Regions from separate parts of the Sus scrofa genome. Here region 2 is linked to region 1. The links are chromatin contacts, called in public Hi-C maps. All regions are on one chromosome and are shown on one strand. The core of a region is the stretch at or near the end of the contact, and the rest is flanking DNA. Distances in the headings are between cores, read along the strand shown.

Region 1 (6,400 bases), core at 2,567-5,066:
TCCTTTACGGTTAAGTGGTTTTGTTTGTTTGTTTGGGCTATGGCCACAGCATGGCAGAAGTTCCCAGGCCAAGGATGGAAACTGTGTCACCACAGTGACCTGAGCCTCAGAAGTGACAATGCTTTATCGTTAACTGCTAGGCCACCAGGGAACTCTGGTTAAACATTTTTGCATCTGGTTTAAGAAATCTTTACCTGTTACAAGGTCATGAAAAATTTTCCTGCTGAGTTCTTTTCTAGAAGCTTTATTGTTCAACTTTTCGTATTTTGATTTTTGCATGTGGTATGAAATAAGGGCCAAAATTTCTCTAGGTTATATGACCTAATGGTCAAAATTTCTCATTTCTCTATGAATGTCCTTGACTCAGCAGCAGTTAGTAAAGCTAATCCTTTCCCCCATAGAACCCCATTGTCTCATTTATCATAAATCAAATGCAGGTCTTTTTCTGAGCGCTTTTGTTCTGGCGGCCTATTTATTGTCACATAAGTTTATAATAACTGTCGATATCTAGCAGTATAAGGACTTGAGTTTTGCTCTCACACCTGGCCATTCTTGCTCTTCGCATTGCTTTAACCTTTAGAATCAACTCATCAATGTCCACATCTCCCCCAGTGATCTTTCTGGGATTTTGACTGCATTGAATCTATACATCAATTGGGAAGAATTGATAGCTTTGCAATATTGACTCTTCTAATCCACAAACCAGATATATCTGTCCATTTATTTAGGGCTTTATTAATCTCTTGCAATACTGACTTGTGTTCTTTGTAGAGCTCTGGATCTCTCCTTTATTAGTTTTATTCCAAGGCATTGATGCAGTGTGTGTGTGTGCGTATATTCACATATAACATAAAAAGTAATATTTGTAAATTTTTTTTGTCTTTTTAGGGCTGCACCCATGGCATATGGAGGTTCCCTGGCTAGAGGTGGAACTGGAGCTATAGCTGCTGGCCTACACCACAGCCGCAGCAACATCCAGTCCAAGCCATGTCTGCAAACTACATCACAGCTCACCGCAACACCAGATCCTTAGCCCACTGAGTGAGGCCAGGGATCGAACCCGCAACCTCATGGTTCCTAGTCGGATTTGTTAACCACTGAGCCACAACGGGAACTTCGATATCTGTAAATTTTATTTCTACTGGTTTGTCACTGGCATATTGAAATACAGTTGATTTTTGTTGATATTGACCTTGTATTCAGCAATCTTGCTAAATCACTTATTAATTCTGAGTTTATCTACAGATTTTAAAATTTTCTATGCATGTAATCATGTTTCCTGTGAATAACCAGTCTTATTTCTTCTCCTTCATTATTCATATACCTGTTAGTCCTCTTTTTATCTTTTACTTTTTTTTTTTTTTTTTTTGGTCTTTTTGCTATTTCTTGGGCTGCTCCCACGGCATATGGAGGTTCCCAGGCTAGGGGTCCAATCGGAGCTGTCGCCACCGGCCTACACCAGAGCCACAGCAATGCAGGATCCGAGCTGCGTCTGCAACCTGCACCACAGCTCACAGCAACGCCCGATCCTTAACCCCCTGAGCAAGGGCAGGGACCGAACCCGCAACCTCATGGTTCCTAGTCGGATTTGTTAACCACTGCGCCACGACAGGAACTCCTATCTTTTACTCTTGCTGGTACCTCCATTTAATGTTAAGTAGGACTATTGGTGGGGCACATCTTCATTCCTGATCTCAGGGAGAAAGTTTTCAATATCTCACACTTAGTAAGATGCTTTTTTGCAGATGTTCTATCAGACTGAGGAAGCTTCCTTATCTTTTTATAACCTTCTATTCCTAGGTTTCTGACAGTTTCTTTTTATTTCTAGGAATGAATGTTGAATTTTATCAAAAGCATATGAGTTTACTCCTTATTACTACTTTGACTACATTTTGTTACTAAAATATATTGACTTTTTTAAAAATGTTAAGACAAGCTTTCATTTGTAGAATACATTTCTTGTCATTATATCCTTTTCATCGACTGCTGGATTTAGTTTGCTAATACTTTGCCAAGGGATCTGGCCTCAGTGTTCATAAAAGAGAGTCACTTGTAGATTTCATTTCTTTTAATGTCCTTATCAGATTTTGAAATCGAAGTGTTGCTTGGCCTTCCTAGATGAGTTGGGCGGTGTTCCACTTCTTTCTCTTTTCTGGAAGAGTTTGTGTGAGGTTGGAATTATTTCTTCCCAAATTGTTTGAAAAATCCTCTGGTGACACCATATGTACCTGGAGAGTGTGTGTGAGTGCATGTGTGTGTGTTACCCAGTTTTTCTAGCTGTTTTCAGTGGAAAAATTTGTCTTAAAATGACTGCCTTATAGCTGGAAGCAGAATTCTGATAGTCTCTTAAAAGGAGCTTTGCTGCAAGTGGCTGAAAGAATGAAATGTGACAGATTCCCTGTTGTGGCTCAGCAGTAACAAACCCGACTAGTATCCATGAGGATGCAGGTTCGATCCCTGGCCTCGCTCAGTGGGTTAAGGATCTGGTGTGGCTGTGGCATAGGCAGGCAGCTGCAGCTCCTATTTGACCCCTAGCTTGGCAACTTACATATGCTACAGGTGTGGCCCTAAAAAGCAAAAAAAATGTTAAATGTGAAAAGCCTGAAGCCCAGCCTCACATGTACTGACAAGATGCAAGTCCGGGCAGTGGGCTTGCCTACCCAGCAGTCTCAGGCCCACTTGGGGAGCAGAAAGTGGGCTGGTGTGGCAGAAGGATCGGGGCAATTGGACCCATCAGATGAGGAAGTGAATTCTGACTAAGGGATCCTACTCTTGGTGAGACCTTAAGCTAGTTACCAAGCTTATGTCTCTATCTAGGAAATAGAGACCCTCCCTCTACCTCATCAGGATGCTGTGGGAATTACAATTTGTCTATTTCCTGTGAAATAGGCAGGATGGGCCAGACCCTGAGGGAGCCCTCATGAAACAGATGGTAACGAGGTTATTGCTGTTGCTAAAATCACTGGACCTCTGTCCTCAGTATTCTGCAGACCATCAAAGGCCTGGAAGGTGTGAGGCTGCTGCCTGGCTGGCCCAGCTGCCAGAAGGAGGCTGGTGCCATCCTGCAGCGGGCTGCCCTTCCCAAACCATGGGGCGGAGTGCTACTGGACCAGGACCCACTCAGGGCACCCCGTGGGTTTGTGCAAGGAAGCCCCACCAGGATCACAGCCTAGGCTAGGCTCGACCTCTGACCCAACAGCCTCATGGGAAAGTGTCCTCCCTGCCTCTTCCCGACTAGGGTGGCGGCTCGGGCCCTGCTGGCTGAGCTTTGAAGTTCTGCCTTTGCGTAACAGCCTGTGACTTGGCCCCGCGGCAGGGATGGGGCCAGTTGGCTCAGCTGTGCTGAATTCACACCTGAATCCCCCTGGCTTTGGATCTGTGAGCCCAAACGATCGATTCCAGCTGTGGCTCTCCACCCTGGCTGCCTGCACTCGGTAATCCTCCCATACCCATGGCTGGGACTCTGGTCATCTAACTGGTTTGGAGTGGGGCTGGGCCACTGGGATGGGTAAAAGGCTCAGCTGGTGCTTGTGAGGAGCAGTCTGCCCAGGTAGTCACATGTGCAGCCCCCTGATGCAGGCAGGGCCCCAGGGCACCTCGGTCCAGGCTCTGGAGGAGCACTTGGGCCGGTGACGGCAGGGTGGCGAACAGGCTCTATTTCCCGCCCCGGCCACTCTGAGGCTGCTGCATGACACAGCAGTCCCCTTTTAGGGCACAGCATGGCAGTGAGCCAGCATCCCTGCCCCAAACCAGGTCAGGCCCTAGGGGTGGAGCCACCGTCACCCACGGCATGCCCGCTGTCTGCCAGGCTCAGGGCACTTTATGGGCATCACAACAGTGACAGTGTCTATACTCCATGGGGATGACAGTGAGGCCCATGGGGCCAAGGCACGTGTGAGGAGTCATACCCACATGAGGCCTGTGTGTGTCCCCTTATGCCCCGTCCCTGGCAGGCCAACGAGCCCAGAAGTCAGACCACAGGACCCCTCCATGGGGCTGCCCAGGAGGCGGAGGAGAGGGGAGCCAAGACTGCTCCTCCCGCCCTCAGGTGCTGGGAGCCCAAGTACCATCTGGTCCCCGTGCAAAAAGTTTTTCTGCAAAATCCTGCCCAGCGATGGCCAAGCTTTCCCAGCCTCACCTCTGGACATTGACGTATTCATTAACACGTCTGCCAGTAAAAGAGAGTGCTGGTCATTTGACACCCACATGTTCCCTTTCAAAACCAGACTGATATTGATCCTCTGAAGAGAGCGAATCCTTAAATAGACGGCTGAGCGCACATCCTCCTGATTCACAGAGAACCGACCCTCCTCTAAGTTAAACAGGCCTCTACCCGGCTCACCAACCAGTGGGGCCTCTGTCCACCGTCAGCTGAAGCCTCCCACTCGGGTTTAGGTAAATTGGAACATCACTGCTTTCTTTTAAAGGAAGGTATTTAAGCATGTTGGCAGGAAATGCAATCTTACATTTTGGGTTTAGAAAAATGCTTCTGGGAATTCCTGTTGTGGCTCAGTGTGTTCAGAACCAGATATGGGGTCCATGAGGATGCAGGTTTGATCCCTGGCCTTGCTCAGGGAGTTAAGGATCTGGTGTTATTGTGGCTGTGGTGTAGGCTGGCAGCTACAGCTCCAATTCCACCCCTACCCCAGGAACTTCTATATGCTGCACCTGCAGCCATAAAAAGAAAAACCATGCTTTCAGAGTCCCCTGGTGGCCTAACAGTTAAGGATCTGGTATTGTCACTGCTGTGGCTCAGGCCACTGCTGTGATCCCTGGCCCGTCATTCTGTATGCCATGGGTGCAGCCAAAAAATGCTTCAAAGGACATGAAGTATCCCCACTGGATTTCCCATGTGGCCTCATGGCTGCAGGGAGCCCCAGTGGGGAAGGAGAGACCCGGGGGCTCTAAGGACCAGATTAAAGCCACAGCCTGGCCACCAGCTGCCTGTAGGACCTCAGATCGGCTGCTTTCCCACCCTACTTCCAATCCCCCAGCTATGTAGGGAGGAGACTGAAGCAGCTTTGCTGTCCACAAGCCTGGCCACCCATCAGGAATACCTGGAGAGCTTTTTGGTCTGTTGGCCCCTTAAGCTCTCTGGTCTCTTCTGAACTCCTGGCCAGCTGATCGCCAAAGCCCTCTAGCTCCAACGTTCGGCATCTGGAGTGAGAGCAGCAGAGCTGTGGATGGCACAGCACATCTGACCTGAGATCTCTTGCCCACTTCAACGCCCAGCATGCTGGAAGGATGTCCGACCCTGGGGCTGGGCCCGGAATAAAAACCACAGCTGACATCTGTCAGGCCCTTAGGGAGAGTCAGACAGGGGCTGCCTGTGGTTTTTCTTACTTAACCCTCAGAACAACCGAGGAGGCAGCTCTGACTAGTACAGCTGAGGAAATAAAGCGATTAAGTAACAGGCGTGAATTTAGCCCGTAGGACTTTTGAGTGATGGGCGGAGTCAGTACTGGAACTTGAACAGCTCGTCTAAGCCTGTGGCCTTGACCACTCTGTTGTTAAACCAACGTCATGGGGCTGCCCTGAGAAATACAAGGTGACCCAAGCTAGGAAATAGCCTCCCCCAAAGCAGCATCTCTCCCCTCCCCAGGCCCACGTGTCCCCTGACTTCTGTTAGACCGCCGTCCTCAAAGGTACGTAGAGGACCTGGCTGGGGCTGTGGCTAAACAACAATGACTCATTCCCTGAATATCCAGTTCCTTCTGAAATGGGTTGGTCACCCATGTGCTGTCCTCCCTATGACTCTGGGAGAGAGGGCTCTGGAAAACACCTGCCACATGGGTGGGAAACGTGAGTGGGGCCGGGCACCTCACCAGCCTGGGCAGACCTGGGCAAGGGCTGCCATCTCCTAGTGCTTGGCTGGGCACTTGCCATTCGGCTCTGTCCCCAAACTTGGTCCTGCACGTGGACCTGAGAGCCTCCTTCCCACGTACACGGGAGACCTTGGCTGGTATCCAAGGCCCCTCCAGCTCTTCTATCAGCTCCAGAAAGTTCAAGGAATCTTTGATGTGCCCATTATCATTCTTTTTTCCTTACCGGATCTCTCCAAACCACAATCAGTCCAGCCCAGGCATAGGAATGGCCCCCAAATACAAGTGTGCATGGACATGTGTGCCCTTGAGGGAGCGAGGAAGAGCTATTTAGCCAAGGAAGTGGACTCGAGATTGCTGCTTCTGGGGGTGGTGATGACGGGGAAAGGGAAAAACCACATCACGGGCCAGTGACTGGTCTTTTGAACAAGGGCTGCCAACATTCCAAAAAAGATGGTTACGAATGCGCTTGATGTTTGAACAATTTCAGACACACCCAGGCCCAGCTGGATTTATTTTTCCCTGTCCAAGTCGTCGTGAACTTGCAAAACCCAAGAGTGTCTCTTGCCAAGTGTAAG
Region 2 (6,962 bases), core at 993-3,492, 110 kb after region 1:
ATTTTCCTTTCTCTGTGAGCTGGAATTCCATTAAGAATGTTTTTTTTTACAACATTGTAAATCAACTATACTTCAGTAAAACTTTAAAAAAATTTTTAAAGTTAAAAAAAGGATGTTTGTGTTGGGGGCATGATGTTATTCTTAAGTTGTTTTTTTTGTTTTGTTTTGTTTTGGTTTTTTTTTTTTTTGGTCATCCCTTCCCTTCCAATAATGAATCTTTGTGAACAACTCCATTTTACATAAATTTTTGTATGCATCTTTATATATTTCCTTGGGATAAACTCTACTAAGAAGTGGAATTACTGAGACGAGAGGGTAAAGCATTTTTATCACTGTTTTTCAGGAAAGTTGTACTGGTATATACTTACCTGTTGAGGAAATAACACCCAATACCTCATATATTTAAAACAAGAGCAAAAACAAAACACCTTGAGTTACTGGGAGATTTTGGTAATTTCTTTTGAATACTATTGTTTTCTGCTTCCACTGATGATAAACGAGATGTAGAGGAAAGTTTCTTTTGTATTTAAGGTGTCTCAACAAGCTGCAAAGTGTATTCCAGCAATGGTGTGTCCTGAACTGACAGAGCAAATCCGGCGTGAGATAGCTGCTTCTCTGCATCAGAGAAAGGGGGATTTTGCTTGCTATTTTCTAACTGACCTTGTAACATTTACGTTGCCAGCAGGTAACTCCAAATTTCAATGTGAAAACAAATTTCCACTTTATTGTAGTTTTTTAATGTCTGAATGAAAATGTCTGTGTTAGAAAACGGATAACTTAGCTACTATATGTGGATCTCAAATTACTCAATTATCCTGTTTTACTGGAAGTGACTAGTGCAAGGGCCACGCATGAGCTAATACTTCAGATCTAAAGGAAGACAGCAGCTGGAAGTGTCATTACTTTCTTCGTTCATTACATCAATGTCTATGATATTTGCAAAGCAACTTTTTTTTTTTTTGGTATTTTTCCGGGCTGCCCATGCGGCATATGGAAGTTCCTAGGCTAGGGGTCGAATTGGAGCCGCATCTGCCGACCTGCGCTGCAGCCACAGCAACACAGGATCTGAGCCGTGTCTGTGTCCTACACCAAAGCTCATGGCAATGATGGATCCTTAACCCGCTGAGCGAGGCCAGGGATCGAACCTGAGTCCTCATAGATGCTAGTTGGGTTCATAACCTGCTGAACCACAACAGGAACTCCCGTGAAGCAACTTTTTATTTTTCAATTCCATGCCAAGTGGAAACATCTTCCAGGATGTTTTTTTTGTTGGAAGGCATTGAATGAATGTACCAAATGGCAAAAGTTTCTAAATAAAACTTATGTTTTGGCTTTTAGTGTTTTAAGCTTTTTTATGTTCAGATGTAAACAGATATTTACACAGTGGTAGGAAATAATTAAGTCTTTTAAAATCATATAAATTTAATTTGAAATGCACTGCATATATTTAAACTTGTTACCCTAAGTGATTAGATTTTTATTTTGAATTGAGTATAGTAATACAGTTTAAATCAGTTTTGTAAGAGTAATAATGCTTCTCAGACTACTCAATTAGAAAACTGAACAGGACATAGAGAACTTGAAGAAGACGGCACAAACAGAGAGCTGTGTGCCAGAATGAACGGTTCCTTCACTTCTGCAGGAAGAACCCGAGGTCTGAGGTTTTAGGCCTGAGCAGAGGTTCAAAGTGTAAAGGGAAGAGGACAGACAAAAATTTGTCTATTGTTATTATTTAACTCGAATATCGGATAGTCCTGTTCCCTTTTCTTTTATTTCAGCTTTATTGAGTCATCATTGGCGTAGGAAATTGTAATACACTTAACGTGTGCGTTGTGGTGATTGGATTCACACATACGTTGTGAAAGGATGGATTCTCCCCCGTTTAGTTAATCCTCGCATTCCTCACCTCCCAGTTTTTCCATCTGTCTGTATTTTGGGTGAGAACATTTCCGTTCTCTTGGTGACTTTTGTACAGTCCACTGTTATAACTGACTGGTCACCTTGTTTCGCATTAAATCCCAAGCCTTCTTCATCATGTAGCTTTGAGTGCGTTCTCTTTTACCAGTTCCCCTACCCCCCTGCTCCCTCTGCCTTGCTCCTGGCAACCCCTTTTCTGCTCTTTAGTTCTCTGAGTTTGACTTTGTTTTTTTCAAGATTCCAGATAGAAGTGATAGCATGCAATTATTTGTCTTCCTCTGTCGAGCGTATTTGACTTGGCATCGTATCTCCAAGGTCCCTCCTTGTGTCGCCCTGGTTGGACAGGACCGGTTGTATAGCTGTACCACTCCTGCTCATTTGTAGCCTTCCACCTGATAGGCCCTTGGGTTGTTGCCGTGTACTGGCTATTGGGAGTGACGCTGCAACAAATATGGGGGTACAGATAGCTTTTTGATATCTTGTTGTCATTTCCTTTGGCTGTATACCCAAAAGTGGGGTTGCTGGATCTTATGATAGTTTAATTTTTTGAGGCTCCTTCATGCTGTTTTCCACAGTGGCTGTACCAGCTCACATGCCCACCAACCATGCTTAAGGGTTCCCTTTTCTCCATGTTCTCCTCAGCATTTGGGATCCCATGTCTTTTTGATGAGAGCTAAATATAAGTACTGGTCCAAATATTTGTATTATTTGTAGATACTTAACTGTTGTGATGATAAAGTACAGAAGGGAAATACTCCCCCCCCCATACATACATGCATGTGTTTTAAAAGAAGTGACTTGACAGCGTTCAGCAGAAAGGGAGCTATTTTAGAGGAAGTTACTGTTAAATGCTGGTATCAGATTTTTTAAGTTGTGAGATATACAAAGATCTTTTAAATCTGGCTTTTCTTTATAGATATTGAAGACTTGCCTCCAACAGTCCAAGAAAAATTATTTGATGAGGTGCTTGATAGAGATGTTCAAAAAGGTAAGCATTGAATTAATGAGTATAATTGAACTTTTATCATTTCAGTAAACTTTTTGCTTTGTAAGGTTTAGAGTAGTTTGGTGTATGGTCAACGGATTTCATTTCTACTAAATTAGAAATTTAAAGTCTTTAAGCACAGTGTCGTACTGTGCTGTTAAAAATTCTCATTCACAGCTCTTAATTATAGTAGAGCGAACAAATAAAAAAGGGATAAAAATTTTAAACCTTGGTTTTCTGTTTTCCTTCTAGAATGAGTGTATTTTCATATTAAACATTTTTAGAAAATGTAAAGAATTTAAAAGTTGAGTAAATTATTCTAGAACTGTTTCAGCTACTCACAGTTTATATTTCAATTGATCAAAAATATTTAGGTGTTCATGACTAAGTTACATATCAACCTGTTTACATCTAGAGAATAGGTTTTTTCTTCCACTGAATAGTTCTTAATTGCAGAGGCATGAAAATGAACATGTTATTTAAATTCCTTGTATAGAGTTAGAAGAAGAATCTCCAATTATAAATTGGTCCTTGGAATTGGCTACACGTTTGGACAGTAGACTCTATGCACTTTGGAACCGAACCGCAGGAGACTGCTTACTTGATTCAGTTCTCCAAGCTACCTGGGGCATTTATGACAAGGACTCGGTGCTTCGGAAAGCCCTGCATGACAGCCTGCATGACTGTTCACATTGGTGAGCTGCCATCCTCCCTTTTTAAATTCAGGCGTGCGCTGGCTGAATCATTTCCTTGCAGTGGTGGGGTGCTTTTTGTCTGTCCTGTTTTCTTTGAAAGCTGGGGGGGGCTCTTTGGTTTTAGACATTGAGACACTTTGAACATCTCAGTGGTTTTGCCTCTTTTTGCTAAGCGTAGAATTAGAAATGTTTGGAGTTGTAGCCTTAAATATAACAAGGTCTTTGCTCATGTTTTAAAGTACCTATGATTTCATATTTTTGTTCAACTCTAAAAGCTTATGTTAATAATGTACTAAAAGTTTTTCTTCCCGAGACAGGTAGTCTTAAAACTACATTTTTGTATCTTGCAAATTTTCAAAATCTGTAGAAATATTTTAAAAATTTAGTCCAGTGGACCCCAGTATCTTCTTCATTGAATTGACCAAATTTTTTGGGCTGCACCCATGGCATATAGAAGTTCCCAGGCCAGGCATTGAACCCCCGCCACTGCAGAGACAATGCTGGATCCTTAACTTGCTGCACCACAGTGAACTGCCTGACCAGTTGTTAATTGTGGGGGTTTTTTTTGGGGGGGGGAGGTCTTTTTAGGGCCACATATGAAAGTTCCCAGGCTAGGGATTGAACCAGAGCTGTATCTTCTGGCCTACACCAGAGCCACAGCATTGTGGAATCCAAGCCACGTCTGTAACCTACACAGCTCATGGTGACGCTGGATCCTTAACCCACTGAGCGAGATCAGGGATGGAACCCGAGTCCTCATGGATACTAGTTGGATTTGTTAACTGCTGCACCACAGCGGGAACTCCAGTTGTTTTTTGTTTTTGTTTTTGTTTTTTTTTGCTATTTCTTGGGCTGCTCCCGCGGCATGTGGAGATTCCCAGGCTAGGGGTCCAATCGGCCACCGGCCTACGCCAGAGCCACAGCAACGCGGGATCCGAGCCGCGTCTGCAACCTACACCACAGCTCATGGCAACGCGGAATCGTTAACCCACTGAGCAAGGGCAGGGACCAAACCCGCAACCTCATGGTTCCTAGTCGGATTCGTTAACCACTGCGCCACGTCGGGAACTCCTCCAGTTGTTGGTATTTTGCCATATGTTCTCCCATCTCTTCTTACATGAATGCTCCCTTTTGCCAGTTAGTTTTAGACGTGGTAATGCTTTGCCTTCAGTACTTTAGCCTGTTGGCTTTTAGGAACAAGGATATTCTGCTCAACCACATCCTCATTACCACAGCTGAGAAAATCAGTATTGACTCAGTTATCCAGCATCCAATCCAAATCTCACTTTCTACTGTCTCGAAAATATCTTTTTTTAAGAATCCGATAGCCAAGCAAGTATATGACTAGTCTTGAACTGTACATTCACCCACCGCAGTATCAGTTACTGCAAATGATCACTGTATTGGTGAGTCAGTGGTTTTGTCTTTATGTCTGTTTAATGTAGGACGTGTTCTTGGTTCTGTACATACCTTATCTCATTTAGTTATTATATTATAAATGAGAAAATTGAGAGTGAAAGAGGCTAAATTGCCCATTGTTGACTTTAGGAAATAGCAGAAGTCATTTAAAATTTTGTGCTATTTTCTGTACATCAGAATCAAAATATGCTATTTTTCTCTTTCACCTGATTGAATACTTACACAATAATGATAATAGCGTATTCTTTTTTTTTTTTTTCTGGCTGCACCCATGGCATATGGAAGTTCCTGGGATTGAATCTGAAGTGCAGCTGTGACCTTTGCAGCTGGATCCTTTAACCCATTGTGCTAGGCTGGGGATCAAACCCACGACTCGATCCGAGCTGCTGTAGTTGGATTCTTAACCCACTGTGCTGTGGCAGAAACTCCTAATGGCTCTATTCTAAATAACTTTATTGCTGTATATAATTTTTGAACGTATGTTAGTTGTAAATTTAAGGATTATATGAGATCCATTAGACTATAAACGCCATGAGAAAAGTGTTTTTTTGGTGGGGGGGTCCTTTTAGGGCCTCACTCGAGGCATATGGAGGTTCCCAGGCTAGGGGTCGAATCGGAGCTGTAGCTGCTGACCTACAGGATCCTAGCTGGGTCCTTGCTTGACCTTCGCACAGCGGGTGGCAACGCCAGATCCTTAACCCCACTGAGTGAGGCCAGGGATTGAACCTGCATCCTCATGGATACTAGTTGTATTCATTTCCAATGAGCCAGTGAGAACTCTGAGGGAAGGATTTTATTATTTATTTATTTATTTATTTTGTCATTTTTAGAGCCGCTCTCACAGCATATGGAGGTTCCCAGGCTAGGGATGGAATCGGAGCTGTAGCCACCAGCCTACGCCAGAGCCACAGCAACGCGGGATCCGAGCCGCATCTGCAACCTACAGCACAGCTCATGGCAACGCTGGATCGTTCACCCACTGAGCAAGGGCAGGGACCGAACCCGCAACCTCATGGTTCCTAGTCGGATTCGTTAACCACTGAGCCATGACAGGAACTCTGGAAAGGATTTTATTGTGCCTACAATAGCATGACACATAGTAAGTGCACAGTAAATACTTGCCGAGTGATAATAGTCTCTAGAATTTGAAAATGAGAGCATTACGATTAACTTCTTGAGAGCTATGCTACGGATAAAAGCGTAAGACAATAGAGTAAATATTTGTGGCTACCTGAAAAATAAAACAGCTGCTTAGCTTGCAAGCCTGGATGGTATCCTGATTGCATGTGTAACATTAGCTTAATGAAAGAATATATCAGTCAGAACTGATGGTTTAGGGAGTTCCCATTGTGGCTCAGTGGGTTATGAACCCGACCAGTATCCATGAGGATGCAGATTCAATCCCTGGCCTCGCTCAGTGGGTTGGGAGTCTGGCGTTGCGGTGAGCTGTGGTGTAGGTCACAGACACGGCTCAGATCCCGAGTTGCTGTGACTCTGGTGTAGGCTGGCAGCTGCAGCTGTGATTTGACTCCCAGCCTGGGAACTTCCATATGCTGCAGGTATGGCCCTAAAAAAAGCAAAGAAGAACAGAGAGAACTGTTAGTTTAGGTCATTCAGCCTTTGTCTAGGGGGAGGACTTTTGTTTGATGCTGTGGGTTGGTCTGGTACTGTGGCCCTACCACGGTGGGTTAGCCTGATGCCATTAAATGCTCAGTCTGTCTGGCCTCTCTAGACTGGATTGTGTGCTCATCAGACAGCACTGTGATTGAGGGCGATTTGGCTGTCTGGATGGGCCTGCCCACACTGAGAGCGTGATAGTGGGATGGTTCCTCTGACAGTGAATTTTGGGCATTGTGGTTTTACAAGTCTGCCTTACAGGTTTAGTTAATTTGATTCTGTCCTTGGAAGATGGATCTGTCCTCCAGGCATGGGTGAGGTCCAGCTGC

The links. A called contact is a pair of places that touch in the nucleus more often than the background predicts.
Region 2: a contact with region 1 is called in a Hi-C map of liver, with 2.0 times the contacts expected there. The contact joins two enhancer-like sites. A contact is called at or near these places in 3 of 47 Hi-C or Micro-C datasets (fibroblasts, liver and skeletal muscle) and 1 of 2 datasets of contacts at active chromatin or transcription factors (skeletal muscle).

Annotation. Positions count from the first base shown.
Region 1 is chr14:134,201,730-134,208,129 of Sscrofa11.1, forward strand. No RefSeq gene overlaps it. Among named protein-coding and RNA genes, the nearest start is that of ZRANB1, 49 kb to the right of the region's middle. Within about 2 kb of position 3,817, at least 9 of the 83 cell types and tissues checked have an H3K27ac peak or open chromatin away from gene starts, as enhancers often do. A contact at or near this core is called in liver, where this site is marked.
Region 2 is chr14:134,309,524-134,316,485 of Sscrofa11.1, forward strand. ZRANB1 (ubiquitin thioesterase ZRANB1) reads left to right here. Exons shown (of 10, transcript XM_013983854.2): 4 at 532-685; 5 at 2,834-2,905; 6 at 3,399-3,597. Among named protein-coding and RNA genes, the nearest start is that of ZRANB1, 59 kb to the left of the region's middle. Within about 2 kb of position 2,243, at least 1 of the 83 cell types and tissues checked has an H3K27ac peak or open chromatin away from gene starts, as enhancers often do. A contact at or near this core is called in liver, where this site is marked.